Linked DNA regions of Mus musculus: region 2 is linked to region 1. The links are chromatin contacts, called in public HiChIP or PLAC-seq maps. All regions are on one chromosome and are shown on one strand. The core of a region is the stretch at or near the end of the contact, and the rest is flanking DNA. Distances in the headings are between cores, read along the strand shown. Region 1 overlaps Acsl5 (acyl-CoA synthetase long-chain family member 5). Region 2 has its middle 54 kb from the start of Gm52391.

Region 1 (3,252 bases), core at 487-2,986:
ATGTGTGCGTGTATGTGTGTGTACTCCTAAGTATGTGAAGAGAGAACTATAACTCATAACCAGAGAGCTTGCCACACTTGAACTTCACAGATGTCAGAACTGGGTGTTGTGCCTTTACAGGCATTCCTAAATTACAGTAATTTATTGTGTTGGAATAATGTGTAGGTGTGCATACCATGGCACATGCATGGGTGGCTGAGGACACTTCTGTGACACTTGCTTCTCCCCTTCCATCTTCCCACAGCTTCTGGGAATTGAGCTCAGGTCTCCAGCCCGCAGAGCAAGCATCTTAATCCACTGAGCACTTCACTAGCAAAAAAGCAGATGTCTTCCCAGCTGTGAGTTATGCAGAATCAGAGTTGGTGGCTAACTCTGAGTTAAGCTGCTGCTTTTTATGAATTACGTTTCATTAACACACTTCTGATCATTTATTTACAGGTCGCTGGTGCTTTCACTCTCTAACAGCATTAAGTGGAGGCCAGCTCCAGGTGCATGTGGCCCAGAAAACCTTCACAATTTACTGCCTGCCTCTTACAGGGGGTCCGGTGCTTCAGGGGAATCAAAACATGGTGGAAGGAAACAATAGAAGCAGAGGGGGAGGAGCCTAGATGACTGAGGATGGTTTCAGGAAGATGCATTGTTGAAAGGGGATGTGGAAGGTGGAGTGGTCAGGACACAAGTGTCAGTCAGTTGAGAGGAAGGCTGAAGGCTGGTGGCTTATAAATGGAACAGGTGAGGGAAGTTGTGGACAGAGTAGGAGGGCTCAACTGGCCAGAGACAAGGATGCTCTTTTCTCTGAAGAGGAAACTGGATGAAAATGGGTTGTGCTTGCCGCTTGCGGAGGCGGAGGGAAGGAAATGCAGGGAAGGCATGCTTGGTCAGGAGGAAACTGGGCATCTTGCTGAAAGCCAGAGGAATGTGCCCGGTTCAGCTTCCACCAGTACTGACCAGTGAATATTAGCTGAAACTCAGACCTGCAGAAAGCAGCCACTTCAGACGCTGGATGCCTCCAGGAAGCTGGCCTCCTAGCAAAGTCTCTCTAAATAGTAAGTAGTTTCATAGAACATACAAAAACTGCTCCTTATAAACAATTCACCTAGTTAAAGAGTTGGAACTCTATCCTTAGTTTACATCTGCATAGGAAGGGGAGTAGTTAGCAACCCACAATCTAGGCCACCACCTTATACTACTGGTTTTATTGTGTTTCGAGGGAAATTTGCTAGAAAAAGACATTTGCAGACTGAAGGTTCACTTCCCCAGTTCTTTCCCTTCATATGTTACCCCCACCAGGGTTTGAATTGCAGTATGTGCTCAGTCAAGGCTGACAAACTGAAGGTCATTACCTCAATCCCCACAGACTGGTTGTCCAAGTCAATGAGAGGTAAAACTGGCTGAGGTCTGTTGATCAGCCACAGGAAGATGGCCGTTCCAAACGTCAGGAGGCAGATCAGGGCCGGAGTTGGAAGTGGGGAAAACAAGAAGTTAAAAATAAAAAGCATCTTTGTGAATACCAACAGGAAATTCAGACCTTAAAAAAAAAAGAAAAAACAAAGAAAAAGTTAGAGGAAGTGGGTGCATTTTTATGTTTTACTCTGTTTACAGAGGGACACACATGTTCTCTCTCTCTCTCTCTCTCTCTCTCTCTCTCTCTTTCTCTCTCCCTCCCTCCCTCTCTCATATGCTCTCTGAACAGAGCTGGGCCTCTCTAGAATTTCTTGCACTGTTTACCTTGGCAATGTTGGAAATAATGGAAGCAGTCTCCACCCCAGCTACTTGACCGTCCTCACACAAGGCAGAAGGAATCAAAGAAGACAAGTTAATCATTTCCCAATTTCGAGAACCAACTGCTTCTTTATTTATGGCCCACAGAACCCAGAAGGCCACCTTGCCACCTAGCATAGTAGGGGAGGGTGTGCAGACAGCCTCCCCTGCTCAGGCAGAGTCCAGCTCTTCCACCTGGGCTCCCCTGACATAAACTAAACAGTAGGGACCTCTACAGAGGTGACGTCACAGCTTTCACAAACCAATCATCCTGCAGGAAAGATGCTCCTGTATCCCACATCACCATCTCAGAAGCCCTGGGGAACCATTTCTCTTGAGATCAACATTGGACGTACAGAGAAAGGCAGTCAAGAATGTACCCAACACGATGAACAGATAGGATTTGGGCTCTTGAAGGAACTGGAGCACACAAGCTTCCGCTCATATAGCTCTTTATAGCATTTCAGCCACCCCATAAGTGAGCCAGCCTTTCTGTGTGTCCTTTCATAAGTTTCAGACTTGGATAGGTTAGTAGCAGCCGATAAGTACTGATTATGCCCAGCACTGAGCAGAGGTAGATACCAGCATCATGAAGTACTGTTTCACAGAAAAGAACATAAGCCTCACGGGGGTGGGAGGCAGAGACTTTTCCAAGTCCACACCCTGGTTTTCCAGCCTTCTCCAGGAAGAGCTATCATACACCTAGTTGTTTTCTTATTGTTCCTAGGCTCAGGACTCAGGAACTGAATATCTGGGGCCTTACAGATCACAGCAAATGAAGTCCCAGATCTGCATTCTTCAAACTTGACTGCAACACACAGCAGAACAGCATCTCAGAGTCCAGGTCAATTGATCCTACTCAAAATCAAAGGGGCAAAACAAGCCCAATAAAAATCTTTGTCAGATCAGGATCTTAGCTATGCTTAGAGTTTTGTGTTAGGCACCTGGAACCTTCTTCCATGAAGGCAATTCTTCATTCCAGTCCAGAATAGCCCTAACACATCAAGGGGGAGGGTTCTTTTTTTTTGGGGGGGGGGACAAGAAAGAATGCCAGGTCCTTGTTCTCATGGTCGGTCCCTTGCTTAACTATAGGGTGGTTACTTTCCATTTTATGGAGGAAAACTAAACTCCAGAGTCTGAGATATCAGCTCTGAAACACCTTCTACACTGAATCCAGGGGTAGAAAATAAAAGAAAACCAGGACCCACCTATTACCCAAGCTGGGGTGTGAAACATTAGGGAGCAATCGTGATTCCCTGGCAGGGTTCTGATAGTTGGGGCTTGGCAATCCAGCTATACCTGGGCTTGTCCAGCCATGAGGGACTCCAGGAGCCAAAGCCAGTAAGAGCAGCCAGGTAGGTCACCGTTTTTAGGGCAGCTATTTCAACCCAGAGTGAAAGGGAGATGGCCCCAGGGAAACTGTGGCTTTGGCAGCAAGTAGCAGAGCCAGTTAGAAATCTAGTTAGTACTTGTCCCTACCTGCCTCTCCTG
Region 2 (3,252 bases), core at 346-2,845, 720 kb before region 1:
ATCTCAAGGTGAAAAGACTCGGAGGAACAGTTCAACCTTTGCCATGTTTCCTGGGGTGGTTAGCCTGGCATGCAGAACCTCGGGGAGATGGGCCTCTGGGCCATGCCTGGAGGGCATTGTCTTGAGTACATTGACTGATGTGGGAAGATCCACTGTAACTGTGGACAGGATCACTCCCTGGGCAAGAGATGCTGGTCTGTGAAATGGAGAGTACAGGTAAGCATGGCTCTCCTCTGACCACAGACACAGTGACAGGCTGCTTCGAGCTCCAGCTTCTATGACTTCCCCACCATGTACCTTGAACTGTAAGCTGAGAAACACTTCTTCCTTAACATGTTTCTGTCAGAGTATTTACCATAGCAACGGGAAAAGAAGTTAAGACATCTACCTCATTGGAATCCTGACTCAAACAACTCTGTGTGTGTGTGTGTGTGTGTGTGTGTGTGTGTGTGTGTGTGTGTGTGTAAAAGACAGGTGGCAATGTGAACAACGTATATTGAATGCCATTGATAAATTATTGTTAAGTGTTTATGGTGTGAATAATCTTTTCTTAGGAGAGCCCTTGTTCTTTTTGGGAGTTCACACTGCAATTCAAACGAGATGGTGCTGACTCAAGGGAAGAGTGAAGCTACGGCTCGGTGTAAGACTGGCTCAAGGCCACGAGCTTGAAACCCTGACTATTCTCCATCTTATTCGTCACGGACAGTCAGTCGTATTGGGGTGTGACTTGGGAACCATGCAGCCTGCCTGAAGCATGTCTGCCATCAGCACGGCCTCGTTTTAATTACCCCTTCCTTAGACCCCATGTCCCTTAGTCATAATGCCCCATTGTACTCTGCTCTCTTCTGCAGCCCTAAAACTACTAGTGCATATTCTACCTCTGTGGATCTGTTTATTCTGGGCATTTCACCTCAATGAAATTACATAATGTGACTGGCGCCTTTTACTTAGCAGCCACGTTGCTGCCTACGCCAACACGTGGGTACTTTTTATGGCTTAATATTCTCTTTTATGACAGTTTTATTCATTGGCTGTGGGTTGTTTCTACTTTGGGGCATTTTAAGTGGAACTGTAATGAACAATAGTGTAAGCTTTTGTGTGCAAATGTCGTCATTTCTCTTGCCTGTATGCCTAGGAGTGCAGTTGTTAAATCATATGGTGACTCTATGTTTACCCATTTAAGAAACCAACAGTCTGTCTTTCTGAAAGAGGTATACCATTTCACATCCCACCAGCAACATCCTGTCTATTTTCAGACGTTCGAACTGTTCCACAATAAATTTTTTAAAAAATGCAAAAACCTGTCTGCATAGGCTAAAAGCCACCCACGCACAATCACGAAGTTGGCAACCGCGATTTGTTTTCTGTGTCACGTCTGCTGACATGGCCACCATGAGATAAGATCACAGCACCTTGCCATTTGCTGTCCCTTCCTGTGTTTTTAGATTTTTAGGTACATATCTTCTCCATTTCTTTTGGGAGGGTGAAAATCCTTGAGGAAAAAAACCCAAATGAGTCAGGTTACATGGTTCCCAGGCCAGAAGGAATGGGAGCCCCATTCTGCCCTGCCGCCCGCTCAGTAAAATGCCTGCGTGATGACTGTCCACCGTAATTACATAAAATGAAAGCCACAAAGGAAATAATTGCCGTAGGAAGGAGGAGAAAGGAGAGAGTCTTCAGAACCCAAGGTTAAATGCCGGGGCGTAAAGAGATGTAAACAAGCGAATTCTTTCAGCAGGACAATTTGGGAAGTAATGGCGCACAGAGCCACGATCTGCAGGGGACAGCGGGCACTTGGCTGCATTATTCTGTCCTAGGGTTCCATTTTCTCCTGTCAAGAGGCTTTGACTGAAGTCACAATTGTCTTCCAGTGAAAGGCTGAAATGCCACGTGGATGACTTGAGTGATGGGTCCTAACATCTTGGCTGCTCAAGAAAAAAACATGCTAATGGATTTATGCACTGAGTAAGATAAAAGGGAGGAGGAGGAGGCCCCACCCAGCCGCTGCAGCCGCATGGCACTGATGCCTTTTGGGATATTGCTAGAGAACTGAGCCTCTGTCAGAAATAAATTAATAAATACCCACCCTGCTCCCCTGTGTACCTGGTAAGAGAAACCTGGGCTCCTGGCCTTCACAAATAGCCTAGGCTGAGCTCTGGATCTCAGTTCCTCTCATTTCCTACCCAACTACATCTCTCACCTGACTTCCCCAGCAGCCCCCACTCTCAGACAGGCTAAGCATCTGGGGAGATCTCTAGGCCTACCAGATAAAACGGTCTGTTGTCATAGGAATTTACTAGCTTGATAGGATGCTCACATGGGCCCTGTCATGGGATAGCCAGGCAGGAGAAACTTCACGGGGTGTGTGTGGGGATAGCCCCAGAATATTCCTGATCTATGATGTGCCTGATTCAGTGAAGACCCTGAAGACTGAAGGTAGTAAGCTCTAACCACAGCTCGTGTGCTCAGCTGCGAAGACGGAAAGACCTGAGATTTTTATATCTTAGTGTTTTAGGAGATTGTGACAAAGAAACTCTTAGGAGTTTCTTTGGAAGGTAATGAGAGTGTACACTATGGGTTAAATTTTTATTGTCTGTGGCTATCACCAATGGGGAATAGGATCATGGTCCCTGGGGATAATATAACCCATCCCCTTTATACAGTTGAGGAAGGTAAAGGCCAGAAAGTGGATGAGACCTCTTACAGTTAGGAGAGCTAATCTCACTTCCATGCCACAGCCTAGGAAAAAGCCCCACTCAGAACAGCGAAAGGACCTGGAACTGGAAGCCCTCTCTTGACTGATGAATCACCACCTCCACTGGTCCACGCCCAGCTTCTCTCTGGCCCATCCTTTCCCATGCCCCCTCCCAACCTTGGCCACCACCTAGAGCAGGCTGCCACCCTCAGCTCAAACTCTGAGCTGTATTGCAATATCTCCCATTGCCCCTGCCTTTATCATTCCAAAACTGCAGCTACATGATGGTCAGCTACCTGTTTAGAACCCACCAGTGACCCTGGACCCCCTAAATCTCGACATTTACCCATCCCTGCCTAGCCCCTTTGTGAATCTACTGTGCCATCTTGGACCAGCCCATATCCTCACTCTACTGGTTCTGGGCACACTGACTTTTCTCTTTTCTATCACTCCAGGGACTCCCCCTTTGGAACAGGTATAGTCATCTCCTCACTTACTTTACTTGCCAGCACTGGATGCTACGCTTCCTCGGGGAAGTCGGCTGTGACCTGGCACTG

Evidence for each region. HiChIP or PLAC-seq counts read pairs in DNA pulled down with a chosen protein or histone mark.
Region 2: a contact with region 1 is called in a FOXA1 HiChIP or PLAC-seq map of pancreatic cancer cells. The contact joins two enhancer-like sites. A contact is called at or near these places in 1 of 39 promoter capture datasets (embryonic stem cells) and 2 of 115 datasets of contacts at active chromatin or transcription factors (bone marrow-derived macrophages and pancreatic cancer cells).

Annotation. Positions count from the first base shown.
Region 1 is chr19:55,266,920-55,270,171 of GRCm38.p6, reverse strand. Acsl5 (acyl-CoA synthetase long-chain family member 5) reads right to left here. Exons shown (of 22, transcript NM_027976.2): 2 at 1,344-1,528. The coding sequence starts at 1,499. Gm31595 (a long non-coding RNA gene) reads left to right here. Exons shown (of 4, transcript XR_003952865.1): 3 at 1-1,046; 4 at 2,489-2,779. Among named protein-coding and RNA genes, the nearest start is that of Gm31595, 5.6 kb to the left of the region's middle. Within about 2 kb of position 1,736, at least 35 of the 459 cell types and tissues checked have an H3K27ac peak or open chromatin away from gene starts, as enhancers often do. A contact at or near this core is called in pancreatic cancer cells, where this site is marked.
Region 2 is chr19:55,990,679-55,993,930 of GRCm38.p6, reverse strand. No RefSeq gene overlaps it. Among named protein-coding and RNA genes, the nearest start is that of Gm52391, 54 kb to the right of the region's middle. Within about 2 kb of position 1,595, at least 32 of the 459 cell types and tissues checked have an H3K27ac peak or open chromatin away from gene starts, as enhancers often do. A contact at or near this core is called in pancreatic cancer cells, where this site is marked.